Linked DNA regions of Ovis aries: region 1 is linked to region 2. Evidence: chromatin contacts called from public Hi-C data. All regions are on one chromosome and are shown on one strand. The core of a region is the stretch at or near the end of the contact, and the rest is flanking DNA. Distances in the headings are between cores, read along the strand shown. Region 1 overlaps CMTM7 (CKLF like MARVEL transmembrane domain containing 7). Region 2 has its middle 26 kb from the start of TRNAG-CCC.

Region 1 (2,700 bases), core at 197-2,696, 200 kb before region 2:
CCCAGGAATTTTACTTGGAAGGTGACTCACTTTTTGTTCAAACGACTCGCTCGTTTGAGAATCTTGGCGGCTTTCTGCCTGCCCACTTCTTGCGGGGCCTGTGGGGGGTTGCCCCTGGCCTTTCATCGCTCCCTCCAGGCTATTTTCTTTCCTTGGAAGAGTCAGATGCTCCGAGCTCCAACCACTGGGCTCAGCAACCTTCACTACTGTCTTCCAAGGTGGCCCCTGAGTAAGGCAGTTAGTTGGTGCAGCGGCGGCCTATTTTTGACTTGTACTCACAGACCCAGATGGACTACCTACCTGGGCAGTGAAGCCAGTAGGAGGCTGCCGAATGGACCACTCTGTGTGATCGTTTGCAGGGTCCCATGGGAGACACTGTATAAAATCTGCCTCAGGACAGTCTGGGCGTCCCTGGTGGCTCAGACGGTAAAGAATCCGCCTGCAATGCGAGAGACCTGGGTTTCATGCCTGGGTTGGGAAGATCCCCCGGAGAAGGGCATGGCAACCAACTCCAGTATTCTTGCCTGAAGAATCCCATGGACAGAGGAGCCTGCCGTGGATAGAGGAGCCTGGCGGCCTACTATCCACGGGGTCGCAAGGAGTCGGTATGACTGAGCGGCTACACACAGGACAGTGTGTCTCAGGTAAGGAGGACAAATGTATCCACTGACTGCTGTGTCCAATTAGCCAGCATCACCCTACGGGCAGGAACTCTCCCGTAACTGCGGGCTGCACACCCATGGCAGGGTCCACAGGAAAGCTCTGGAGTGGCAGTCAAAAGCTGTCCGTGAAGCCTGCGGCCCAGCTCTGTGCTTGCGCTGGAGTGAAACTGGTCACAGCCTTTGCGCGGCAGACACGCGGTTCTTGGCTGGATTAAGAGAGGGCGCGAATAAGGGCTGAGAGGATGCTAAGTGTTGCCTGAAACAAGGTGGGGGCGGGGGGTGGTGTGTCTGTTACAGCAACATAGTGAAAGGATGACCTACGGCATGGAGTCCTTTTCGTTTAATTATAAAGAATTGCCGTACTCATCTGCACTTTTTAGGCAATACATCGAGCGAAACTAGAATTATGCGGTAAGAAAAGCAAAGGTGTGGTGAATGGAGATTTCGAAAGAAAGGAGAACCAGGAGCGGGGATGGGGTGGGAAGCGTGTAGTTACAGTTAAATGTGGTCAGAAGCCAGTGATCAGCGCGTGAGCATCACGAACTAGGGAATTATGATGCGTCTGAGTGCCTGAGGTTCCAATAAAACCTGCAAGTTGTGCTTCTGATCCTGAACCCTGGATTCGGATGTCTCGGCTCTCCGGGCCGGCGGCGGCGCTCCCCACGGCCACCAGAAGGCGGCGCTGCGGGCGCGGGGAGCCGAGCAGCCTCCGGCGGGGCCGGGTGCTTCTCCGCAGAAGGAAGCCGAGCCCGCGGGGAGCAGTGGCGGCGCCCAGAGGCGCGGCTCGGGCGGGGGACCCGGCTCCCGGGGGAGGGCTCCGCCCGAGCGGGCGCAGGAAGCAACTGACTTCCTGCGCCCCCGCCCCTCCCCGGCCTGCCCGAGGACCGCCGCTAGGAGTCGGGGGTGCTCTGCAAACCAGCTGCAGCCAGCCCACGCAAGTTTTGTTTGGCCTAAAAATCCAGATTTCTACTTCTCTCAGTCACGTGGGGCTTCTGGCGACCCCGGTGGCGCTTGCGGCCGCCCCTCCACGTGCATCCCCGGCCCGGCGTTTCTTTCTCCTTTTTTGTTTCGACCAGATCAATAGCTTTCTGGCTATTGACTATTTAATCCCTCTTCAGAACTGAATCCGGCGCAACACTTCATACTAGAGTTTCCTTTTTTGCACAACTCTATATAGAGTTAATCGTGTTCTCTTTTTCTTGGCAGTGAACCCCCAAGAAGCTACCAGTTGACTCAGTCTCCTTACAAGGTCCAGAGGCACCAGGTATGGTCACCGCGGCCTCCAGAGGAAGTTTCTCCCGGTGTTTGGCCCTCTCCAACCTGGACTGGTTGCCCTGTCCATTTGTCTGGTGTCTAGTGGGCAGCCTGGCAGCTCCCTTCAGCTCAAGGAGTGCTTTTTTTTTTTTTTAAAGCAGAGAAGTCCCCCTTGTCAGTCGAAACTACGCATGAAATCCCATTATATAAAACTGGAAATATGGCATCCATATAAATTATTCACTTACATTTATAACACTGACTTCTAATGCAGTCAGCCTATAAGAGGAGTGACCTTAACTACATGCCGTTTGGAGTAAGGTGCTAAATGGGGCTGTAGCCTCTTCTGCTCATTCATCTACCTGTTTTTGGTGGCTGGAGGTGGAGGAAGCCTGGCTCATCCAAGATATCCTGGAAGGTTCTCAGAAGTTCACCTCGCATTCCTGGTGCCTCCCTGGACCAGGCAAGGTGCAAGGCCAGCCTTCTCCTAGGGCTGTGTGAGGCGGGGTTCCCACTGTCAGTGTTTGCCATCAATAACAGAGTGTGCATCTTAAGATGTTAATATATATTTTGCACATAACATCAACATCTGGGGACTTCGTTGATGGTCCAGTGGTAAACATTCGGCCTTGCAATGTAGGGGACCAGGGTTCAATCCCTCGTTGAGGAACTAAGATCCCACATGCCTCGGGCAACTAAGCCTGTGTTCTGCAGCTACTGAGCCTTGATGCCGCAACTAGATAGATCGAGTGCGCAAGGAAAAGATCCGAGGGCCTCAACTAAG
Region 2 (2,796 bases), core at 260-2,759:
CTGTACATCCTAAAATTAGCAAGAAACAAACACTAAAAGGTTATCAACTTACAAACAGTCAAATACATTTTCTAAGAGTATATAATACTCTGGGGTAATGCTCTTGATTTAATGTGAAATGAAAAAGGTGGGATGAGGGTGGGATGAATTGGGTGATTGAGATTGCCATATTAATATATATACTATTGATAATACGCATAAAATAGATAACTCGTGAGCACCTAGTGCACAGCACAGGGAACTCTACTCAGTGCTCTGTGGGGACCTAAACGGGAAGGAAATCCAGAAATGAGGGGGTATATGTGTAGCTGATTCACTCGGCTGTACAGCGAAAACTAACACAACACTAGAAAGCAGCTATACCGCAAAAAAAAAAAAAATAATTTAAAACACAAGTGGAATCATGCTGGATGATGGAAATTTGACACTAAAATATGATAAGAACGCATTTAAATTACCACCCTTTTCTTTAAGGAAAAAAAGAATTCATTTTAATCTGCTGCCATTTAATAACAGAACACACTAGAACTTCAATTACGTTCTTAAGTTCAATTAAGGTGGAATTATAAATAATGTTGTGTTTTAAGGTCAGTCAAGGAGAAGGCAATTGCAACCCACTCCAGTACTCTTGCCTGGAAAATCCCATGGACAGAGGAGCCTGGTGGGCTGTAGTCCATGGGGTCGCTGTGAGTCGGGCACGACTGAGTGACTTCACTTTCACTTTTCTGCACTGGAGAAGGAAATGGTAATCCACTCCAGTGTTCTTGCCTGGAGAATCCCAGGGACGGGGGAGCCTGGTGGGCTGCCGTCTATGGGGTCGCACAGAGTCGGTCACGACTGAAGCGACTTAGCAGCAGCAGCAGCAAGGTGGGTGGGAATGGCAACCCACTCCAGTGTTCTTGCCTGGAGAATCCCAGGGATGGCGGAGCCTGGTGGGCTGCTGTCTATGGGGTTGCGCAGGGTTGGACACGACTGAAGTGACTTAGCAGCAGCAAGGTGGGTGGATGAGGGAAAGAATCAAGAGGGGGAGAAAAAGAGACCTGGTATAGTATGTGAGAATGAGAGACAGACAGATCTAGAAGCAGGCAGAAGGATCAAATGTGATCAGTTCATGGACACTGCTTCATATTCTCTCTCTGCCTCTCTCTCTCTCACACACACACACTCCAGGCTGCTGTCTCAGAAGGTTTTCTAGCAGAAACCAACAAAGAAAATGGCTATCTGAACCGCCAAGAGCATAGGCCCTCCTGCAGGTAGGAGCAAGTGAAAGGATGTTCACATCAAATCCCTGTCAGAAGAGCAGGGTCAGGACTTTGCAAAGGACCTCAGAGCTGGCTCAGAAGTTGTGGGGGGCTGTGCACATGCCCCCTCCTCTGGGAGGCAGGGACTCGGGCTCAGGTTACTGAATTATTTATCAGAGCCGTAATTTACAACAAGCCAGTTTAAACACATTAGAAGGGCTGGGTAGGGGAGTAAGCAAGCACCGGCTGAAAGAAAAGAACAAGCTGTTATTTACAGAGGACTCAAGGACGCACACCCACAGGCGCATACTTGTCATGTGATCAGAGAAGCAGTATACCAGCAAATTAAGCAAACGTCTTCTGCAAAGATCAAAAACAGGAGTAATTGCCCACAGCCAGCCCCACTGTGAGCCGCTGAGCAAGCGATCCTGGCTTCTGTTGATGCAGAACTGGCTCTGCAGAAAGAGCTTTGAAATGTTGGGTCAGGGACTTCCCTGGTGGTCCAGCGGTTAAGATTCCAAGCTTCCACTGCAGGCAACATGAGTTCCATCCCTGGGGGGGCGGGGGGGGGGGCGGCGGGGGGGACTAGATCCTACATGCCACATGATGCAGCCAAAAGGCAAAAAAAAAAAAAAAAAAGAAAGAAAGAAATCTGGGTCAGGCAAGGTCTGTCCTCTCTCAAAAGCAGACTCATACTTTGAATTGCCCAGGTTTGGGAACTCCTGACTGCATGAAAACCCTCCAAGCAGTCTGTTTTAAGTAATAGGGAGCATCTCAGAGCTGTAATTAGCAAAGTGTCACCAACACAAGAGATTTAGCACTGGCTGCCTGAAAAATAAAGCAGGGTTCCTCGGTGCATATGAGAGAAGCAGGTCAAGTTAGCAGCTTAGCAACTCAGCCACCCCTGGAGAGAACCCGAGAAGCGATCCGACACCCGTGAGTGCCCTGCTGGGTGTATATTTCAGGGAGCTGGGGCCTTTGATTCTTGCATGGCCACACCTTCCAATAAGTCACAGCAGCCCAAGCTCTCAGGTGGCTGCAAATAATGTAAAGAAGGTTCAAAAGGACCTCCCACAGGCCTTGCCTTAGTCGCTCAGTTGTGTCCAACTCTTTGCAACCCCCATGGACTGTAGCCCCCCAGGCTCCTCTGTCCATGAGGATTCTCCCGGCAAGTGGGTTGCCATGCTCTCCTCCAGAGGATCTTCCAAACCCAGGGATCAAACCTAGGTCTCCCACACTGCAGGCAGATTTTTTACTGTCTGAGCCACCAGGGAAGCCCACCACCACCACCACACACCCACAGCCCCGAAACACACACCCCCCCACACACACATACACATTCTTTTTTTTTTTCTGTGCCTTTTTTTTTTTTTTTTTGGTTCGCTCCCTGACCGAGTCCCCTGCATTGGAAGTGAGGAATCTTAAGCACGGGACCAGCAGAGAAGTCATATATATACATTCTTTTTAAACATGTTCTTTTCTGAGAATTCCTTGGTGGACCAGTGGCTAAGCCTTTGCACTCCCAGTGCAGGGCCATGGGCTCGATCCCTGGTTG

Evidence for each region. A called contact is a pair of places that touch in the nucleus more often than the background predicts.
Region 1: a contact with region 2 is called in a Hi-C map of tail adipose tissue, with 3 times the contacts expected there. The contact joins two enhancer-like sites. A contact is called at or near these places in 4 of 16 Hi-C or Micro-C datasets (liver, mixed tissues, omental adipose tissue and 1 more).

What each region holds. Positions count from the first base shown.
Region 1 is chr19:6,888,552-6,891,251 of ARS-UI_Ramb_v3.0, reverse strand. The region is part of intron 3 of CMTM7 (CKLF like MARVEL transmembrane domain containing 7); the gene reads right to left. Among named protein-coding and RNA genes, the nearest start is that of CMTM7, 49 kb to the right of the region's middle. Within about 2 kb of position 1,446, at least 11 of the 54 cell types and tissues checked have an H3K27ac peak or open chromatin away from gene starts, as enhancers often do.
Region 2 is chr19:6,690,089-6,692,884 of ARS-UI_Ramb_v3.0, reverse strand. No RefSeq gene overlaps it. Among named protein-coding and RNA genes, the nearest start is that of TRNAG-CCC, 26 kb to the left of the region's middle. Within about 2 kb of position 1,509, at least 7 of the 54 cell types and tissues checked have an H3K27ac peak or open chromatin away from gene starts, as enhancers often do.